3 separate regions of the Sus scrofa genome follow, and regions 1 and 2 are each linked to region 3. Evidence: chromatin contacts called from public HiChIP or PLAC-seq data. All regions are on one chromosome and are shown on one strand. The core of a region is the stretch at or near the end of the contact, and the rest is flanking DNA. Distances in the headings are between cores, read along the strand shown. Region 1 holds the start of FGR (tyrosine-protein kinase Fgr). Region 2 holds the start of LOC110261122 (ankyrin repeat domain-containing protein 34A-like). Region 3 holds the start of SLC9A1 (solute carrier family 9 member A1).

The links. HiChIP or PLAC-seq counts read pairs in DNA pulled down with a chosen protein or histone mark.
Region 1: an H3K27ac HiChIP or PLAC-seq map of alveolar macrophages shows a contact between it and region 3. The contact joins the promoter of FGR here to the promoter of SLC9A1 in region 3. A contact is called at or near these places in 1 of 5 promoter capture datasets (fetal skeletal muscle) and 2 of 2 datasets of contacts at active chromatin or transcription factors (alveolar macrophages and skeletal muscle).
Region 2: an H3K27ac HiChIP or PLAC-seq map of skeletal muscle shows a contact between it and region 3, with 2.3 times the contacts expected there. The contact joins the promoter of LOC110261122 here to the promoter of SLC9A1 in region 3. A contact is called at or near these places in 1 of 5 promoter capture datasets (fetal skeletal muscle) and 1 of 2 datasets of contacts at active chromatin or transcription factors (skeletal muscle).

Annotation. Positions count from the first base shown.
Region 1 is chr6:84,828,749-84,832,328 of Sscrofa11.1, forward strand. FGR (tyrosine-protein kinase Fgr) reads right to left here and starts at 1,653. Exons shown (of 13, transcript XM_021095651.1): 1 at 1,459-1,653.
Region 2 is chr6:84,801,087-84,804,546 of Sscrofa11.1, forward strand. LOC110261122 (ankyrin repeat domain-containing protein 34A-like) reads right to left here and starts at 1,421. Exons shown (of 4, transcript XM_021095643.1): 1 at 1,386-1,421; 2 at 608-705. The coding sequence starts at 1,401.
Region 3 is chr6:84,424,802-84,428,212 of Sscrofa11.1, forward strand. It overlaps SLC9A1 (solute carrier family 9 member A1), which reads right to left and starts at 1,646. Exons shown (of 12, transcript NM_001007103.1): 1 at 1,067-1,646. The coding sequence starts at 1,418. All of the region lies in intron 2 of LOC110261121 (a long non-coding RNA gene), which reads left to right.

The DNA.
Region 1 (3,580 bases), core at 403-2,902, 400 kb after region 3:
AAACCTACTGAATTTCCCAGGATGAGGCTTCAATGACCCACAGACATTTATTTCATTAGAATCAGCTGTGTTCTGGTCCCTGGAGGCCTTGTCAGGCTTTCTGGTTCTGCCTCATGCTTTTGAGAAAATGGAGAGGATCCCTGAATCTGTGGTAACTCAACCCCTCTAGGACACTAGGCAAAAACTGCTTTCTGTATTTGATTCTCATGACTGGGATAAGGTGGGGCTGGGGGCTGGGTAGGGGCAGAGATAATTTCCCACATAATTCAGATAAGGAAAATGAGGCCCAGAGAAGCCTCAGAATTGGCCTAAGTCACACACCAACCAAGGTCCCAGTCTGGCTAAGACTCTGAGACTGCAGATCCCCCTCCCCAGGATCCCTGAACACTGAGCATCATGGCCTTACTCCTCTGTCTCAAAGGCTGCCTCCGATTGAGGACCCAAAATGGGGGCCGGGGAGGGAATCAAAGGGGGCAGCGCGGGCGGGCGGGGATCCCTGCTGCAGCCAAGTACCCGCCTCTGACTGTCCGCCCTCTTGTTACCATGGAGACAGCCCCTCCCGGCAGTCGCGGTCAAAGGCAGGATTTCCGTCGGGGAGGCCAGCAATTCCCGGATCCCGAGAGGAACGTGGACCGAGACCGCCACCGCGGGCGGGAAGGGGGCACCCAGAGAGGCCCATCCTTGCCGAGGGCGGAGACTTCCCCAGGAAGCCGGGACCGACGCCTCCAGCGCCTCGAAGGAGTCCCCAGGCCACCCGGGACCCGCCCACCTGTGCGGGGTGGGAGGGTCTGGGGGCTGCCTCGTGGCAGCCTCCCCTCCCCTCTCCGCTACAGACTTCACCCTCGACTTCTGCCGATTCCGGATTGGGGGACTTCCTGGACCCCCGGAATTGTGCCCCACATTCTGCATCTTCCAGAAAGGGTTCTTCTTGACCTCTTCTCGCGAACTCCCTCACCTGATTCTCCCGGTCCCAGCCACTTAGTTCCTCTCTTCCAGACCCCTCGGCTTCTCCCCCAAATCCTCGCTTTCAAGGTCCCTTTAGTTTCTCCCCCAGCCCCTTTTGGGGGTCTCTTCGTTCTCCCCCCCCGACTCCGCCCCCTTCCCAAATTCTATCATTGCCACTCCACAGGTTCCCTCCGTTTTCCCCACCATACCTCTGCGTGTTGGGAGGGGTCCTTTTAGTCTATTGTCCCCATATTCCCTCAGCCCCCTCCCCAAATTGTATCAGTCTCAGTCTCCAGGTCGCCTCAGTTTTCCTCCTCAGGTGCTTTTCAAGGGGAGGGGGTCTCTTTGGCCTTCCACTCCCTCCGCTCTCCTCCCCAAGTTCAGGCTTCCGCTCCCACCCCTCCCCCATCCCACCCCCACCCCCACACCCCACCCCCACCCCCACCTCCCGGGGCCCAGGGCAGGCTGGGGGCGGGGCAGGGCTTGTTGTCCAGCCCCACTGACTGCGCCTACCTGCTCCCAGGGGAGTCCGCTTCCGACCGACCCCAGGGTGAGCTAGCCCGGCTCCCAGCAGCCACGAGTGCCGACGGGGGTGGGGGTGAGGAAACTGGGGTGCTGACCGCCGCCCGCTCTGGGCAGGGAGGAAGAAGCCGCCTCGGACGTCTCTTAGTGCAGCCGCGGTGGCGGTGGCTGTGCCGACGGGGAGAATTTGCAGTCACGCCCCAGCCCCAAGCCAGCTGCCCGCAGCGGGGAGGGGCCCTTAAATCCCAGGCCCTCCCGCCCCCCCCTTCCTACCTCCCCCGCGCGATCGCGTGGGGTCAGCTTTCCCAGGCCTCCCCCTGCACCCTGGCTCCTCTCCCCTGACCTGAACACCCAGCACTGCTTTCCCAAGACCCCTCCAAAAGGGCAGGTTCCTCACCCCCAGAAGCACCCACTCTTTAAAGGTTAAGAGGGGCTTTTCCATATCACTGCCCCACCCCCCTTTTGCAGCTGAGGAAACTGAGGCCCAGATGGGGACAGGCCTGAACCCAAGTTATCATGGCCAGTTGACCTCAGACTGCTGTCACCAGAGCCACTGCAATTCCAGTCACCACACTTTGCCATCTTCAGGGCCTGGGCACTATCTAGGACAGAGGGAAGCAGCAGAAGACCCCCTCTCCTAGGTGGAGTTCCCGTGGTGGCTCAGTGGTTAGCGAATCAAACTAGGAACCATGAGGTTGCCGGTTTGATCCCTGGCCTTGCTCAGTGGGTTAAGGATCCGGTGTTGCCATGAGCTGTGGTGTAGGTTGCAGACGCGGCTCGGATCCTGCGTTGCTGTGGCTCTGGCATAGGCCGGCGTCTACAGTCGATTAGACCCCCTAGCCTGGGAACCTCCATATGCCGTGGGAGCAGCCCTAGAAAAGGCAAAAAGACCAAAAAAAAAAAAAAGAAGAAGAAGACCCCTCTCTTAGGAAACTGCTTTTCAGAGGAATCAGCTGTGGGGCCGCACTGAGGAACTGGCACCATGTCAGCCTCCCACACCCACCCAAGGTTTAGAAAAACTGAGCATCATCCTCAGTGACAGTTCCAGCCTTTCCCACTGGCAGGGATCCCTGACCCTTCCCTCAGCCTGAGCTTCAATCCCCCTCCGACCACTGTTACTTCTTCAGTCTTCAACCAAAGGCCAGGAGAGTCCCTTCTGTCTGGGGAGGAAGGGATGCGTGTTGGAGGGCTGTTTGGTGGAGAAGGATGTGCGTTGGGATACAGTAGGGAGGCAGGGAGGGTATGTGAGCACTGTTTTGTGTGTGTGTGTGTGTGTGTGTGTGATTATAGGCAAGAAACACAATGACTGCCATTTTGGGATCAACAATTGGGGCACATGATGCAGGCATGTGTATTTCTATATATGAGCAGGGATGCATGGAAATATCTGTGTGTGTGTGCACATGTGTGTGCTCAGGTGTGTCTCCGTATGATTTAGGGTGGCAGAGAACAGTTGGGTATCGATAAGAATGCATTTCTCTTAGGGAACTGGGAGGAGGGATGGGGAGGTGCAGGTACAGGACTTGGGCAGAGTGGCTTCACCCTGGCTGGGCACCATCACCTCCACCATCAAGCACTCTCTGACTGGCTGTGGCCCTGTGTATTCAATTAGCAAACAAACATTTATCATTGCCCTTCTGGTGTCAGGCTTATGGAGGACAAAGATGAAAGAGACTGGTCCCCGCCCGTGGGGATCCCCCAATCTGTCACGCTCTGTCATCCTTCAAGGTCTGGCCCCTCATCCTCAGCAGAGCACTCAGCAGTGTGCCTGTTGATCACTTCTTCCTGGGGTGTGGGGTGTGGGATATGTTTTCCTCAAGGGCAAGGACTGGATCTGGCTCTTGGCAATGTCCCCTGAAGCCCAGGCAGAGTCTGGCACAAAGAGGCAGGTTCTCTGGGTACAGGACGCATGACTCCATCAAGGAACAAAGGAATTAACAGATAAACAAATGAAAACCCAATGCAAAAACAAATGATTGGTTCTAAGAATTAAAGAATGAATGAAGAGGAGTTCCCTGGTGGTTCAGCAGGTTAAGGGTCCAGTATTGTCGCTGCCTTGGCTCGGGCTGCTGCTGTGGCACAGGTGTGACCTTACATGTTTCTTGGGAGAAAC
Region 2 (3,460 bases), core at 171-2,670, 380 kb after region 3:
AATCCCTCCTCCACCCCACACCCCCTCCGGGTCATTAGGTCCCCGCCCCTCAACTCCCAGAGCACCAACGGAACCTTGGGATTTGGGGGTTGGAGGGGAGGTGCTCCTCCCTCCGCAGTCTCCCCCTTTCCCAGCGCGGTTCCTAAAATCCAGCCTTGTTCTCCGCTCCCACGGTCCCCCCTTCATTCCCCCCCCCGCCCCATTCTCAGCAAGCTGGAGAGCAAATTGCAGTTTTAAATCCAAAGACGGAGGGAGGGGGAGGAGGAGGGGGCGCGCGGCAGCGCTGGGCGCGCACCTCGCCCCCGAGCCGGGGGAGCCGCGGGGCGGCCAGGAAACCCGAGAACCCCCCCTCCCTGCCCCCCCTTCTCGTCCACCTCCCCCTCCCCCTTCCCGGCGCTGCCTGCCAGGCTTCGAGCCGAGCCCAGCCGAGCCGCGGGCCCCGGTGGAAACAAAGACCGATCGCACCGCGGGCACCGCAGCCACGGGGTCCGGCGGACCGGACCGGGGCACGCAGAGGGGGCGCGGGGCCCCCCCGGTGCGCTGCACAAAAGAGCCCGGCCGGACGGTCCCCAGCGGGGGTCTAGGGTGGGGAGGAGGCGCCACTCACCGGAGTGCTGGTCTGCCGGCTCCGTGGGTCCGAGCCAGGCGAAGGGCTTTGGGGGGCGTCTGTCTTCCGGCGGCGGCGGCGACGCGGGCGCCCGGCTGCTGGGGAGAGGAGTCGTGGAGGAGCCCTGAGCCGCCCGCCGTTGCTGACAGCATGGCTCGCGCCTCGGCTCACATTCTCCGCCGCTAACTCCGCTGGACACGGCCCCCCGCTCCCGCGGCGCCCCCCACCTCGATCACTCCTTCGCTCTCTCTGCGCCCCCCTCGCTCCCCCCACCGTGCACACACTCTCACAGCCCTGGACACCCCCGCCCCCACTCCCCCAATTGCAAACCTGGGAGGGAACGCGCCCCGCGTAGTCCTCCTCCTGCTCCTGCTCCTCTCCTCCGCCCTCCTCCCTCCCGCTCTCTCCGGCTGTCTGTCTGTCTGTCTGACTGTCTCTATCTCTCGCTCCCTCTGCCTTTCTCTGCTCTCAGAGCTGGGTGGGAAAAGGAAATGAGGACAGAAAGCAGACGCTGGCTTTGGGTGGTGGTAGCTGGATTCCCTCTCTCCCTCCCTCCCCCTCCTCCCCTCCCTCCTCCTGCCTTCTGCTCTCTCCGCTGCGAGCGGGGCTGAGCGCAGCCTGGCGGGTGGCTCGCTCTGCCCGCCCGCCCGCCCGCCTGTCTGTCTGTCTGGTCTGCCTCGCTCGCTCGCTCCCTCCCTCCGTCTCTCGCCCTCGCCCTGCCTGCCTGCCTCTCTCCGTCTCCGCCGCCGCCGCCGCTGCCTCTGCGAGCTCGCCTTACCTTCGCCGCTCACCATCCGGAACCCCAGGGGGGAGCGCGCGCGCGGCACGCCGGGACTTGTAGTCCCCGCCTCGGCCGCTCGGCGCGCGAGGCGGGCGGGGCGGCGCCCGCTGCTCCGACGGCGCGGCCGGGACCCCAGAGGGACACAGCGCCTGGGCCCCTCCCGCGGGGGCATGTTCTCTTTTACCAAGGGCTGCTGGTCTTCCTCAATGGTTGGGAACATTTCCCGCGTGCCTCGTCCCCCGCAGGGGCTCTGGCTCGAGCGGAGGTTGCGGGCGGCAGCGAAGGGGCGGGGTCTGCGAATAGAATGAGCGTAGAATGGGGAATCGAGGGATTAGCTAAAGGGCCTGCGACTTTCTGGGGCGTCCCAATTAAATGGGAGGGGAAGAAGAGAGAGGAGAGGGCCAGCTCCCTGAATTTGGGGGCGTTCTTCCTTTCTGAAAAGATTTCCTATTGAGTCAAGCGCAAAGGTTTATGGCGAGAGACCTGCTTCAGAAACCTCAAAGCCCACCAGCATCTCCTCCTCAGTGACATGAACTCAAGTTCTGAGCTCTGGGTTTAGCGCCGCCCACCAAAGCCCAGTCTTTCTGGCAGTCCAAGGGCGGCAAGGGCACAAAAGTCCTGGATGATCCACAGAACACACATACACACACCAATCCACAGAACACACACACACACACACACACACACACACACACGCATGCACACACACACGGGCTTTGCCTCCCTAAATTCGACTGAGTTTTTTCCTTGTGTCAGGAAACAAAATTCAGATTCAACAGTTCAGAGCTCCTGCTGTGCCCAGGGGGCTGGACTCAGCACTTTCACCTACCTCCTCTTCAGGTCACATCTGTTATCCAGCCCCTGGCTCCTGGCCCCCTGCCTGGCCTATCCCCACAGATGGGAATGTGCACTGCCAGGGCCTGGTTACCAAGGGGAAGTAGCTGGACAGCTCAGGAAGAACTGCTGCTGCCATTTATTGCACACGGCAGGGCCCTTGAGTCCTGCAAAGACCTGGCAAAATGGTACTGTTATCATTTCCATTTTAGAGATGAGGGCACTGAAGAAGTGGGAGAGCCCAGCCAGACCAGGGTGTGTTTGATTGCAAAGCCCACTGCTTACCCTCTGGGCCATGGCAGGGAGCTGTGACTCCCCAGGTCTCCATCTGACCTTCTCTCTCAGTGCCTGTGTGTCCTCCTTTGGCACCTCAATTCAACCAATGTTAACTGAGGTGTGCAAGGCTCACAGGGGACAAGGATATGAATAATGCATGGTCACTGTCCTGTCCTCAGTGTCTACCAACACCGGCCCTGACTGGTCCTGTGCTGGTCCCATTTCTGCACTACACACACTTCATCTGTGTGTCTGACAGTCCTTTGCCCAGTGTCTGCTGGCTGTTTCTGTCTTGCCCCATGTCTGAAGTTCCTTCAGCAGTGCCTTTGTCCTTGGCCCACCTGTTTCTGACTCTTCCTTTGGCCCTGCAGGGTGATGCGAGGTGATGGCCAGTGTGTGACAAAGGCAGGTGGTGTCATTGTGCCAACTGCAGCTCCCTGCCACCACCTTCCCTTCACCTCCACACCTCCCAAGCCCCTCCTCTAGGACAGTCTGAAACTCTCAGAGGACAAAAGAGAACCTGGGGGACATTTTCTATTGGCCTTTTGCAGGAACAAGGGGGGGGGCACAGCAGCAATGGGAATGGTCTAGGACTCTACATAGAACACCGATTGATCTGGCTTTATGGGCCTGGCATGGCCAGCAGCAGAGGCCCCCACTTAGGAGCTGCTTCTCCTTGCAGGCAAGCCCTGGGTTCAAAGATTTCTTCATTGAATGGGAACAATCGTGAGGTCAGATATTAATGAAAGCAGTGGTTAAAGTCATTAGAGGCCCTTCGCAGCTCTAAAGCCTAAGTCTGAAGTTATCACAAGTAGATGAGGCTTTGGCATCTTGCCCCAGCTGGTCCCCCACCGGTGAGGCTTTGATGTTGGGGAAGGCAGGCAAAGAAGCCCAGGTTCCCCTTTCTTTTACCCCCTTACCACATCCTTACCTATTAGGCTGTGCCCCAGGGCATGAAGGCC
Region 3 (3,411 bases), core at 396-2,895:
CCTCAGCTGGCTGGGGGCTGAAAAGGCAAAGGTGGCTTTCAAAGCCCCCTGGACACCCCTTCCAGGGAATTCTGGGCTGTGCAGGCTCTGGTGAGCTCCATCACCCAGCAGAACAGAGCGCTCAGACCTGGCAGGGAGATAATCCCCTGGAAGGGAAAAACTTTTCTGTTTCCTTCTCCCAAAAAGGCTTCAAAGTCTCTTCAGACCAGAACATCCGGAGCCCCTCCATCTGCCCCTCTCCCACTTGGTTGAGGGACAGGCAGGCCAACATGACTGGCCGGCCCAGACACCACCTAGAGACGCAGCTGGGTGCCAACCTGGAGGTGAGCTGGGGCCAGAACCTGGGTGCCAACCTGGAGGTGAGCTGGAGGGGTGAACCTCCCTCCCTCTCCCTCCACCCCCAAACCAGACTTCAGGCCCCCTGTCCCATAAACTGTAGAAGGAGTGGCATTCCAGGGCAGGAAACTGACTCAGGGGCTCCTGACCAGCCTGGGCAGGCAACGCTGACAGATAACATTGTGGGGATGAAGGAAGGTGGGAATATGGGGACGCCTCCTCTTCCACCACACCTGTAAGTCTCCAGCCCACAGGTCCCCCACTAAACTCACACTCCTTAGACAGACCCAGTAGAAATACACTCCATCCTGGAACACCCTCCCATGAAGCGTGTAATTGCACTGGTTGCTATTGACAGAGTAGACTGGGCCAGTTGCTGCAGACACTCCGGTCTCACACAGCTGGGTGCCTGGCTCCCCTCGGGGTATGGCCCAGCCAAAGGAGACTTGCCAGGCCTGGGAGCCTCACTGGAGGGACCTAGTATCAGGAGCACCCCTTCCTCCTCTCGCTCTCTTCCATGAACAATCCTGGCTCCCATTATAGGAGGCCTCAGACCACAAAGGCCACAGAGCTCAAGTTTGAGAAGGACCAAGATGGCAGGATGGAGGCTGCCCATGCGACAGGAGAAGTCCAGACCCTTATTCCTGGGCAGCCTCAGGCAGTAAGGATGGGGCAAGAAGCTCATCAGTCTGGTGGCAGCGGCAGAGGCATCGGGGCCAACTGGACTTACCTATCTTCATGAGGCAGGCCAGCAGGATCCAGAGGGAGATTTCGAAGGGTGTGCGCACGTGTGTGTAGTCGATGCCCAGGACGGGAAAGGCCTTCCGAGCTTTCATGCCGTGTTCAGTGACGGAATGGTTAACAGGGCGGCTCTCCGGGGCGAGCTCTGGTGGGGCGGTGGTGACATCCCCAATCGAGCGTTCCCGTGGTGGCTCTGAGCCTCTGATGGTGCTGGCAGTGGGGCTGGGCTGGAGGCCATGGCTTCTGAGAACAGGTAGCAGCCCCACTAAGGCTACCACCACAAGCAGCGAAGGGAAGATTCGAGGTGGAGAGAGGCCACAGATGCCAGACCACAGAAGCATCCTGCTGCGCCCCTCGAGCCTTAGCAAAGTGAGACCTGGGACATAGGCAGCGAGGAGTCTGCAAGGGGTGAGAGAGACCAGGGCGTCTCTAGGCAAAGTTCATGTTTTAGAGCTGTGTTTTTGTGGAAGCAGTCCTCTGGAGGTGGAGGAAGGTTGGCTTCACGACCTAGAACTCCAAACTGGGGAAAAGGGACAAGGACCCAGTTAGGATCATAGGAGGAGGCCAAAAGGTCTGGAACTCCAGGCCCGAGAAAGGGGTTTGGAGAGGAAGGGAGGGACTTCGCCCTAAGGACAGAGGAAGGGACAGGATAGGCTGAACCCCAGGCAAGGAAAAGGAAGCGGGAAGGCAGGGACCCTCGGCTGAGGAAAGTGACTGAGGAGCTGGGACTTGGCTAAGCGAAGGGGCAGGGAGCCTGAGCTAAAGGAAGAGGATGGAAGGGGGTGGGACCCGGTGCAGGAAAAGAAGAGGGGGCTGAGAGCCCAGGCTGCGAGGAAGGAGTGAAACCAGAAAGCGGCCGGGAGCTTCCCCACCCAGGGAAGGACCGGGGTGCAGGCGCGCCGGGCTGAGATTCCGGGGAAATGGAGGGAGGCGGAAGGCGGAGGCAGGCGGCCTGGCGAGAAGGCGCCTCGGCGCGGGCTGGGGGCGGCTCGCGGTGGGCCAGCAGCAAAACGCCCCTCCTTGCGGCCCCGGCTCGGCGCTGCGCCCCGGCCCAGCTGCAGCTCCTCAGCGTCCGGCTCCACTTCCAACACCGGCCCCAGCACCGGCAGCGGCTGACTGATGCCTCACTGAGCCCGGCGCTGCCACTTATAGGCACCAGCGAGCAGCCAGCGCAGCGGGCTAGAAGGACCTGTCGGCGCCCGCGCATTGCAGCGCCCTCTCTCGCCGAGGGAAGGAAGTATCCCGTCGAAAGAGCAGTGACAGTCAGAGATGGGCAAAAAAAAAAAAAAAAAAAAGAGTCCCAAATCTACAAAGATTCTAACTAACAAGGGTAAAATGCTTTACTATTTACAAAGTGCTTTCACATCCACAGTCGCATGGAGACTTCCCAATAATCTTGTGAGGGATGTATTATTACGGTATATATTTAGTTACAGTGTAACCTTGAGCAAGTTACTTAACCTCTCTGTTCCACAGCTTTCTCACGGGGAAGAGTGGAGATAACAGGAGTATCTCTATCTGCTAATGCTGCTGCGTATAGTATATGTGATGACTAAAGGTGATATTCTATGTAAACTGTTTAGAATGGAGCCCAGCGTGTAGAAGCACTATGATGGTTCCAGTTTTGTAGCTGAGGAAATAGGTGAAAGGAATTCCTTATGTAAACACTAGTTGTATTAGTTTGCTAGAGCTGCTGTAACAAAGTGCTGCAAACCGTGGTGGCTTAAAGAACAGGAATTCAGGTGTTCCCGTCATGGCAGGGCGGAAACGAATCCAACTAAGAACCATGAAGTTGCAGGTTCAATCCCTGGTCTTGCTCAGGATCCAGCGTTGCCATGAGCTGTGGTATAGGTTGCAGATGTGGCTTGGATCCCATGTTGCTGTGGCTATGGTGTAGGCCGGTGGCTACAGCTCCAATTAGACCCCTAGCCTGGGAACCTCCATATGCCGTGGGTGTGGCCCTAAAAGGACAAAAGACAATAAATAAAAATAAAGAACAGGAATTCATTGTCTCATATTCTGGAGGCTAGAGATCTGAAATCATGGTGTCATCTGAGTTCCTTCTAAGGGCGGTGAGGAAAAATTTGTTCCCTGCTTCTCTCCTGGCTTCTGGTGGTTGGACAACAATCTTTGGTGGTTTTTTGTTTTGTTTTTTGTCTTTTGTCTTTTGGGGGCTGCACCTGGGGTATATGGAGGTTCCCAGGCTAGGGGTCCAATTGGAGCTGGGGCTGCAGGCCTGCACCACAGCCGCAGCAACTTGTGATCCAAGCTGCATCTGCAACCTACACCACAGTTCATGGCAAGCTGGATCTTTAACCCACTGAGCGAGGCCAG